Linked DNA regions of Mus musculus: region 2 is linked to region 1. A link is a contact called in public Hi-C data. All regions are on one chromosome and are shown on one strand. Each heading gives the region's core, a stretch centred on a gene start, on an enhancer-like site or on the middle of the called end of the contact. The rest is flanking DNA. Distances are from core to core; before and after follow the strand shown. Region 1 overlaps Cers6 (ceramide synthase 6). Region 2 overlaps Cers6 (ceramide synthase 6).

Region 1 (4,527 bases), core at 1,160-3,659:
TACTCCGCCTTGCCTGTTGTTCTTTAATCTTGTGGAGTTGTGTTAAAGAAGCCTCGTTGTCACTGTCCCTCCAGGGCCCTGTGCACTCCACATCCCTCTCAGAGCCTCGCTCAAACGTCGGGTATGGGAAATGAAGGCTCATCCTTTCCTTTCTTGTTGGCTTAGGCATTCACTTAGGACGGAAACAGTTCGGCTCAAGCTTTTAAACGGCTTCAGTGCTCGGCTTGTCTGGAATGCCATGCCGCCGTTTCTCGTTCTTCCTTGCTTCCCATGAGAAAGAAGCCGTGTGGGGAGCTGACCCCCAAAGCAGAAATTATGAAACTGGAAGGGATTGGGGTTCAGTACTACACACGTTGATTATGGAAACAAAATGGCTGTGTTGATTATCAGAGTGGTCCAAAGCACACAGCCTCCATGAGGATTCAGATGCTTAGTGAGTGAGCACACTGGTATAATAACACGATTGCATGTAGAAAAAGACTGTAAGTTATGACATGTACTTTACATCTTGCTTGTACAATTCCATTTCCATCCAGTGTTTCCTTCCTTTGTTTTCTTATGGTGTAGGGAATCATGCTTGATCAGTGAAGTCTCATTAGAACTACTAAGTGTCCTTAGAGTTTAAACGGTCTGTTCTGTTTTCTTTGTTTCTTGTGTATTTTGTTTTGGGACATGGTCTCTCTCTATAGTCCTAGCTGTCCTGGAATTCTGTATGTAGCCAGGGTAGCCCCGTACTTACAGAGATCTGCCTGCCTTCTGAGTACTTGGAGGTTAAAGGTCTGTGCCATCGTACCCAGCCAAGAAGTTTAAATGTTCTTAAAGAGTTACTTTTTTTTAAAGTGATTGCTGGTGGCCTCAAATAAGGTCTGCTTTATACTTCATCCATGTGAATGTTACCGTAAAACTCTACAAACATCTAATTAGAATAACGTAGTCATTTATAATCAACGCTACGAAGAGCTGTTATAAGAAGTGTCAGTTCTCATTTATTTTCTTCTCTTTCTTTTTAAACCTTTAGATTCATAGCCAAACCATGTGCCATAGCCCTCAACATCCAAGCCAATGGACCACAAACTGCCCAGCCAAATGCCATTCTGGAAAAGGTTTTCACTGCTATAACAAAGGTATGTGTCTGCCGGGTCCTTATGTTTCTCCACCACCACAAAGCAGCCATCCCATCCTTTCTCTCCTGGGTTCTGACAGGCAACTTTGTTTCCCATTGGACAGTAAGTCCTTGGAGAGATTGTACCTGCTATAATTGGCCCAAAGTGTAAACAATAGATAAAGGGTGTGTGTGGCCTCTTGGTTGCCGATTTTACAAGCTAGACCATGGAAAGGTCTTGATTAGATAGAGGTCTGTCCAATCCAGTGCCTTTGTCAGTCTCAGGCGACATGAAGCATGCAGATAAGGGCTGGGCGGGGACTACCCGGCAGAGCTTACAGTGTGGTGTGGACCTATGTGAGAACTGGGACCTGATGGCATGTAGTGCCTGCCAGCCGTATGTCCCAGAGGCCGTGATAGACTAAACATGGAAGACAGTGAAAGGTCAAAGGAAGGAATTAGGTCAGCAGAGTCAGACCAGAAGGGATAGACTCACAGCGGAGAATGAACGAAGAGATGGGACATTCAGTCTCCAGGGTGTCTAAATGAAGAGCAGGAAGAAGAGAAAAGAGAGGAAGGGGGAGACAAGTGACCGACACATACTTAAGCACAGAGAGGAGGAAGAAAACACCAGGGGCCCTTGAACTGAAGCAGGAAGAAAAGGAGACAAACCAATGCAGAGCCCATCCAGCTGCTTCTTAGTCCTTCTTCTCTCTTTGCTCACCCTTGGCTGGATGAGAAACCAGGAAACAGGAGAAATGGAACATTGCTCTCTGTGTTTCTGTATCAGATGGTTCCTTTGTCCTCTTTCAAGTATTCAGTGCTGCTGCTGAAGCTGTAATTTGACAGTCTTACACAAATGATGTTTCCTTCTGGTGTTTGTGGGGCTGGCGTTAGTACTCAGACTCTCGGCTTGCAGCTCTGAGTACAGATGCCCAGGCAGCTCTCTTTGTTTTGTTGCTTGCCTTCATGTCTGCTAAAAGTCTACAGGCATTTTCTCTGGCCTCTTTAAAATGATACTTTTCCATGAAGTTTACCTTCCTGAAGTGAAATTTCACTCCTATTAGGTTCCTTAGTTTTTCTCCCAACATTAAAGATCTAATCCAGGCCATTACAAATGCTGGAGAAGAGCCACATTCCCAGCCCTGCTGAGCCATGTTGTTTGTTCTGTAGTGTCTGTAGGCAGGAGATATTGATGGAACAAGTACACAGCCTCAAAAATGCCTGGGGAGGCTGTATGACTAAGTACAAACATAGCTTGCTGGCTGTCAGATTCCCCTTTCCTCCAGCTACTGTTGGACACACTGTGCCTTGGCACTGGGGGCAAAGTTCAGACAGGCCTCTCTCCCAACTACAGGCTCATCGCCCACACATGATGGATAGATGGCCTCTAAAAGCATCTCAGTCTCTGCTACAAGATTGCAAGTAGGCAAGAGTCACCTTAGCTGAGTCACCCATGAATGAAGCACAGAGGTAGCAGCCCAGCCCCATACCAGAAAACCTCAGCGAGAAACAAAGCCTATCTCACATCTCACATTTCTCTGCTCCACCCTTGTTTCCCATGACCCTTCTGGGGATCTGAAGGCAGTAGTTATAAGTAGGTAGGGGACAGAGGAAATGGGATAGGTGGATCCTGGGGGGGGGGGCAGGAGATGGAAAGGGGACAATAAATGCCTATGTGGGACTTCTGTATGAGCCCAGACTCTTGGCATGCTTGCACATGGTCATTGCTTCTGTTAGATTTGACTTGCAAGAACACATTACATTTGAAAAATGGTGTAGACTTTTAAAATATAAGCCATAGAGCATTAACCTCCCTTTAGAATGTGACCCCCTGCTCTGTGTGACAGTACTGCTCATCTTCTCTGCTCAGGTCACTCTTACCTCTGACATCAGCTGATGGATATAAGTCATGACATTCTTCATCAGTTTCTTCTCTTGTCATAACATCTGTCTCTCTTTTTTCTCTCTCTCCTTCCTCTGCTCTACAGATAAAATCTGTCATATAAAATACTGTGGAGAACCTACCTCCCACCTTAAAGGGAAATCTATCACATTCTAAACACCATAGAAACATGAGGAAATAATTAGGACCCTGGTAGGACCTGAGACAGACCTGAGTCTGTAAGTTGGCACGCTACCTTTTCCTTACTAAAGTTTGGCCTTCAGCAATTTTTTTTTTAACCTTTGGAGACCTTAGAAATCTCCAAATAATAAACTCACAGGCTTTCATGAGGATTAACTAAATCAACAACAACACAGCATGCATGCACACGCGCGTGCACACACACACACACACACACACACACACAGAGCATTTAGTGAATGATACAGCATCTATTTCAGCCTGTTTCCACACTCTCATTGCATCACTCTTCTGAGGAGTGCACACGCTGCTACATTGTATCTTCACAGATTCAGATTCTGAAGTTTGGGAATGGAGCCAAAAGACCTAGAGTTATTAATGGCTCTTAGTCCATTTAAATACACCAAGTGATTATTTTTCCCCAATGATTATTTTTGAGTGTCTGTCTTTTAACTGGTTTTATCCCCTTATCTCATTATATTTTTAATTTGAATTTCCTATTTAAATTGGTTCTAAAGCTATGAGGGTAAAATATGTAGCAGTTATGAAGCGACATTTTATGTTGTTGATTACCTTTTCTGAGGGAGACACAAAAAAATGTCTCTTGACCTCAGATGGGCACCAGTGTCCAACAGAAGTACTATTTTACCAAAGATTAGCATGGTGTTACCAGTGATCTTATTGGTCTTCCAGCAGAGAGCATAGGAGAGGAGTTTCTCACAAGAGTCTGTGTGATACACCAATATCTGAATCACCATCTAGTTCCACAGACTGTGGTGACAGCTGCATGCAAAGTGCATAATGGAGTCCCAATTTCACTTAACCCTTTACTTCCTGTGTACTCTAGTACCTCCCCAGATCCCTTGCAGATGGGAAAGGAGTGATGGCTCTGCCAAGGGGGGGGGGCGCTACTGATCCCCCTTTTCTCCAGTCACAGCTGGAGTCAGGAGCTAGAAAAGTGGCTCAGTGGTTGAGTGCTTGCTGCTCTTCCAGAGGACCAGCGTTCAGTTCCCAGCACTCATGGCAAGTGAGTCATAAACACCTATAACTCCAGTCCTAGGGATCTGATATCCTTCTGTTCTATGTGGGCATCTTCAGGCACTTGCTCAAGTACATACAAACACATGTGTGAGCTCTCTCTTCACCTCTCTTTTTCCCACTCCCTCTCTCCCTTCTCCTCCTCCTCCCCGCACAGATAATAAATTAATTCTTGTATAAAAATTGTAGACAGATTCTCTAAAATTTGTCCTCATTTTTTTTTTCCATCTTAAGGAGATTGTTGTCATATATTTTAGCTAACCAGAAGATTATACAAGATTACTGGGAAAGTTTGTGAGTT
Region 2 (4,527 bases), core at 1,245-3,744, 130 kb after region 1:
GAAGTGCCCTTTCCTATCGCATTTGATAAGAATGGCAACTATAGCTTGTTTCTTGGGATCATTTGCTTGGAAAACTTTTTTTCAGCACTTTTGCTCTGAGGTAGTGTCTGTATTCATCACTGAGGTGTGTTTCTTGTACGGAGCAAAATGCTGAATTGTGTTTATGTATCCAGTTTTTTTTATTGGAGAATTGAGTCCATTGATGTTGAGAGATATTAAAGACAGATGATTGTTAATTCCCATTATTTTTGTTGCTAGAGGTGGTGTTATGTGTGTGTGATTCTCCTCTTTTGGATTTGTTGTGAAATGTTTAATTTCTAGTGTTTTCTTGGGTGTAGTTACCCTCCTGGTGTTGGAGATTTCCTCCTAGTATCCTCTGTAGGGATGGATTAGTAGAAAGATCATTGTTTAAATTTGGTTTTGTCATGGAATAGCTTGGTTTCTCCATCCATGGTGATTGAGAGTTTTGCTGGGTATAGTATACTAGACGAGCATTTGTAGTCTCTTAGGTTCTGAATGACATCTGTCCAGAATCTTCTGACTGGCCTCCTTGGAGGCAGGTAGAGCTCTGTGACCTGGGTTAGAACCAGTCTCCTGGTAGGTAGGCAGTGCTATCTCTGGTTAGGATCAACCTCCTGAGTCTCTGGTTAGAGAAGGCCTCCTGTGACCGTGGTTACTTCAGACCCCCTGGGAGGCAGACAGACTGTAGTGTGTGAGAGGGTATTGGGTCCCTGATCTCACCCAGGTGGGGAAGCAGCTCTACATGCATTTTTAAAGATGAAGTTATCTTTCGGTCTTTGATTCAGATGTCTGGCCACTGGAAAGATTGATCTGCATAGGTACAGGAGGGTGACAAGAACTTATGTGCTGCTGTATTGCCCAAGGACCCATACCTGGGACTGTATATCCTAAGTCTTGGGCCTCAGCTAGATGTCTGCCTCCCTGGGTGTGGGAGAATCTTCTGTTCCTTATGATATTCTCTTCAATTGGAAGTTGTTATTTGGTCTTCTGGGGGAATTCCTCTCAAGTCATTCTAGAGAGCCAGAAAAATCTCCACTCTGGGTCATTGTAGTTCTAACTATCCTGGACTAATGACCCCATTCAGCCCCTATCCTTATAAATACCAACAAGCCATGCTTGGGGCTTTGATCTCCCTGGAAGCACTGTGCCTCAGGCCCAAGGCCACTCCTTGCAGCCTGGCTCTCACAATGCCCTTGTCATCTCCCAGGGACAGTCCTTGTTCTGTTTGTCCCTCACCTGATGGTTTCTCCTAACCAACACCTCTGCCTCTTTACAGTCACCCTTCCCCTTATATTTGTCCCTGAGAAGCTAGGAGTAGGATATTCACCAGCCTGAACTCCAGACTGCATGGAACTGGCTCTAGCCCATTGTCACAATGTGACTTTGGAGAACTTGATGTCTAGGTGCCTCAGCTCCCATCTAAAAAAAAAAAAAGAGAGAGAGAGAGAGAGAGAGAGAGAGAGAGAGCTCTGAATATTGTTTTATGGAGCTGCCATCAGGAAGACATCACAGCTTCGGAGCTTCTGCACATGAAAATTAGTAGTCAAATTAGAAGGTACTTAGGCGTTTGCTAGGTATTCATTGCAAATGTGGGGTTTAGAAAGAGGAAATATGCATACTTTCTACGCCAGCTTTGAGGAAATGCCACAGCTAGAATTCAGGTGTAGGAGCAGGTACTGGGATGGCTGAAGGAAGAGGAACAAGAAGAAGATATGGTTGCTAACTATAAGAGCTCCCCTGAACTCTGCCCAACAGCTTACAGCACCATCCCCAACTGTTTAGCCTGGAGAAGATATTCTCCACCCTCTATGTGAAGCACAAAATTGAGTCTCTGATTGTTCATTGTCATTGGGCCTCAAGACTTTGGGAGTACCTATGAAGATGCTGGCTGGAGTCCCATCAAGTAGCTCTGATTTTAGTTGAGCACAGTCTGCCCCCTACTGATGGTGTTGGATGCTTTCAGGTTAGATGGGCTTTGTGGTTGAGCTCTTATAGGGACCTTTGCAGAAAATGGAGAGATTCATTTGTGAACTAATGGAGTTCTTCAGACTTACATAAACTATATTTTTAATACCTCAGAAGTGACCTTTTCTCATTTAAATTCATGCAAACTAATATGGCCAGGTCAAGGGTGATTTAAACAGAACCTAGAGAGTCCATTATAAAGACCAGGTAGTTGCATGTAGACAACTTGTGAGAAAAATGGCATATGTGTGTTTGAATAAACACACTGATGGCATTTGAAATCAGAGGGTTTGAGAGCTTGCTTGGATGGAGAGAGGTGGAAGACTGAAGACTGGCTCAGAACACTGCAAACTAGCACCATGTTCTGACTACCCCCTCCAGAAGTGATTGGTAGCACTATCATACTGTTTCTGTTGGCACAAATAACATTTTATTGTGCTCCTTTCTAATGTAATAAAAAATCAATTAAAGATTAAATATTAACTAATCCACAGCGGACAAGATTATGAGTTCTCAATCTTGAAAGGGCACCATAAATGTTGTACAGGAGAAAGATCGGGTGAACAGCCCTTACACAGCAGTTCCCTGCCTCATTTATATCTTTTTCCAGAAGCCATAAAATAATGGTGCTTCTAGCAACAGAGAAAATGCTGGCCAATCTGGACACACCGCTCCTGCTTTTAGAAGCTGGAGAAGCCATTGCTGGCCTTTCAGTTGTCTAGAAGTTGTAGTTATAATCGATCATGACCTTTGATGAGGGTGCCTTTCAGAGCTCCTTATGGTTTATATGAATTTCATGAGCAGTATTAAATTGGTTTGGATTGCTTCAGAAGAGCTGTGAAAATTAACCTCTTACATATCCTTTGCCAGAATCAAGTAAGGCAGAGACTACAAACCTGCTGCGTTGCATAACTGAGTTTCTCACATGATGCCCTTTGGCATGATTCTAAAACAAGGGTCATCAAACTTTACTGTAAGGACCAGGTAGTGTTGTAAAGTTGTAGGTGCTTTCTGTTGCAGTTTTTCAAGTGTGCTACCAGAGCAAGAAAGCCATGTAAGACAGAAAGGAAACAAGTGGGTGCAGTTAGGGTTTTAATAAAACTTTATTCATAACCACAATTCTGACAGTTTCTCTATCTCTGCTTTGAAGTAGAATAACTTATGAGCCTTGAAGGAAAGGAAGAGGCGGAAGAGTGGGGAGAGGGAAGAGGAAGAGAGGGAAACAGAGATAGAGAAATCATACAATGTCAATTGCAAACTCTGCTGTTGTCCTGTTTCTAGGAGTCTTAGAAATCTGTTAAATGGGTCGTAAGTACCTAATTGCTATTCTTTGAGCAAAATTACAAGTTATTATTTATATGTATTAACTTTATTAAATTCAAGACAACATACATTTTCTTTGCATCTGAGCAAAGTCTTTTCTACTGTCTTGATTTTTAGAAGTATTTACGATCTTCGCTGTCTATGAATGTTTGTCCCAGCCCTAGTTAGAATCTCAGAAGCCTTACTCCTTTTTTTTGAGGTAGCTCAATAATACTTTTTTCATTCAGTTCATTCCAAATAAAAATTTAAGGAAAAATTTCTTACACATAGAAGGAGTATATGTGTATGGTGTAGCTTTTTATGATGTAATTTTATCTTAATAAAGGCAGGTACATTGAGATGAATTTGTGGTCCCTTTACAAGGTAGAAGATAACATTTCAAAGACTCTAACATAGTAAACTTGGAGGGAGCTGTGTTATCTAGAATCTGGCACATATGTCTTAGTGAGTGATTATCTCTTTGGCTTTGTTGTGCTAATACTTTGTTGTTTATAAAATTCCCCTAGAGAAGTAAAGGTTCTGGTTCGTTTTATTTTGTTTTGTTTTGTTTTGTTTTGTTTTGTTTTGTTTTGTTTTGTTTTGTTTTTTAATAGTGGGGGACTCGAGCCAGGCATGGTGGCACATGCCTTTAATCCCAGCACTTGGGAGGCAGAGACAGGAGGATTTCTGAGTTTGAGGCCAGCCTGGTCTACAGAGTGAGTTCCAGGACAGCCAGGGCTATACAGAGAAACCCTGTCTTGAAAAACCAAAACAAACCAAACCAAACAAACCAAACCAAACCAAACAAACAAACAAAAAACAGTGGGGGGACTCTGTCTTACTAAGTTTTGCCATTATAATGGATGGCTTATCCTTGAATTCTTTTATTTCAGAGTTTTTCTACTGGAATTTGGGTCAAAACCACATCTGGTTCCTTTTTTTCTTGTCTCTGATAACATGTGAGGAACCACTAACAAGATGGTGGGGTCTGTGGGAAACGCCGAGGAACACAGAGGGAACTCTTGAGGACGAGCGATTCTGTCAAGAGACAAAATGACATTACAGGTGGTTTGGGTCACTGCTGAGGCCAGGGCGCTTCTGGTGCTTGCAATCAAGCACTAACCCAAAGGCCAACCATGGAGCCCAGGCTCTCACATGATTTCTCCTGCGGAAGACGGTTTGGGAAACATCGTCAACCTGAAGCCTAATATTCTGTGAGCCATTGTGTCTGCAAGCACA

Evidence for each region. Hi-C and Micro-C count contacts between places; a contact is called where the count stands out from the background.
Region 2: a contact with region 1 is called in a Hi-C map of liver, with 1.8 times the contacts expected there. The contact joins two enhancer-like sites. A contact is called at or near these places in 1 of 484 Hi-C or Micro-C datasets (liver) and 3 of 9 other capture datasets (adipose tissue, liver and pancreatic islet).

The regions. Positions count from the first base shown.
Region 1 is chr2:68,933,497-68,938,023 of GRCm38.p6, forward strand. Cers6 (ceramide synthase 6) reads left to right here. Exons shown (of 10, transcript NM_172856.4): 2 at 1,019-1,124. Among named protein-coding and RNA genes, the nearest start is that of Gm52515, 32 kb to the right of the region's middle. Within about 2 kb of position 2,410, at least 95 of the 459 cell types and tissues checked have an H3K27ac peak or open chromatin away from gene starts, as enhancers often do. A contact at or near this core is called in liver, where this site is marked.
Region 2 is chr2:69,059,562-69,064,088 of GRCm38.p6, forward strand. All of the region lies in intron 6 of Cers6 (ceramide synthase 6), which reads left to right. Among named protein-coding and RNA genes, the nearest start is that of Gm39840, 68 kb to the right of the region's middle. Within about 2 kb of position 2,495, at least 14 of the 459 cell types and tissues checked have an H3K27ac peak or open chromatin away from gene starts, as enhancers often do. A contact at or near this core is called in liver, where this site is marked.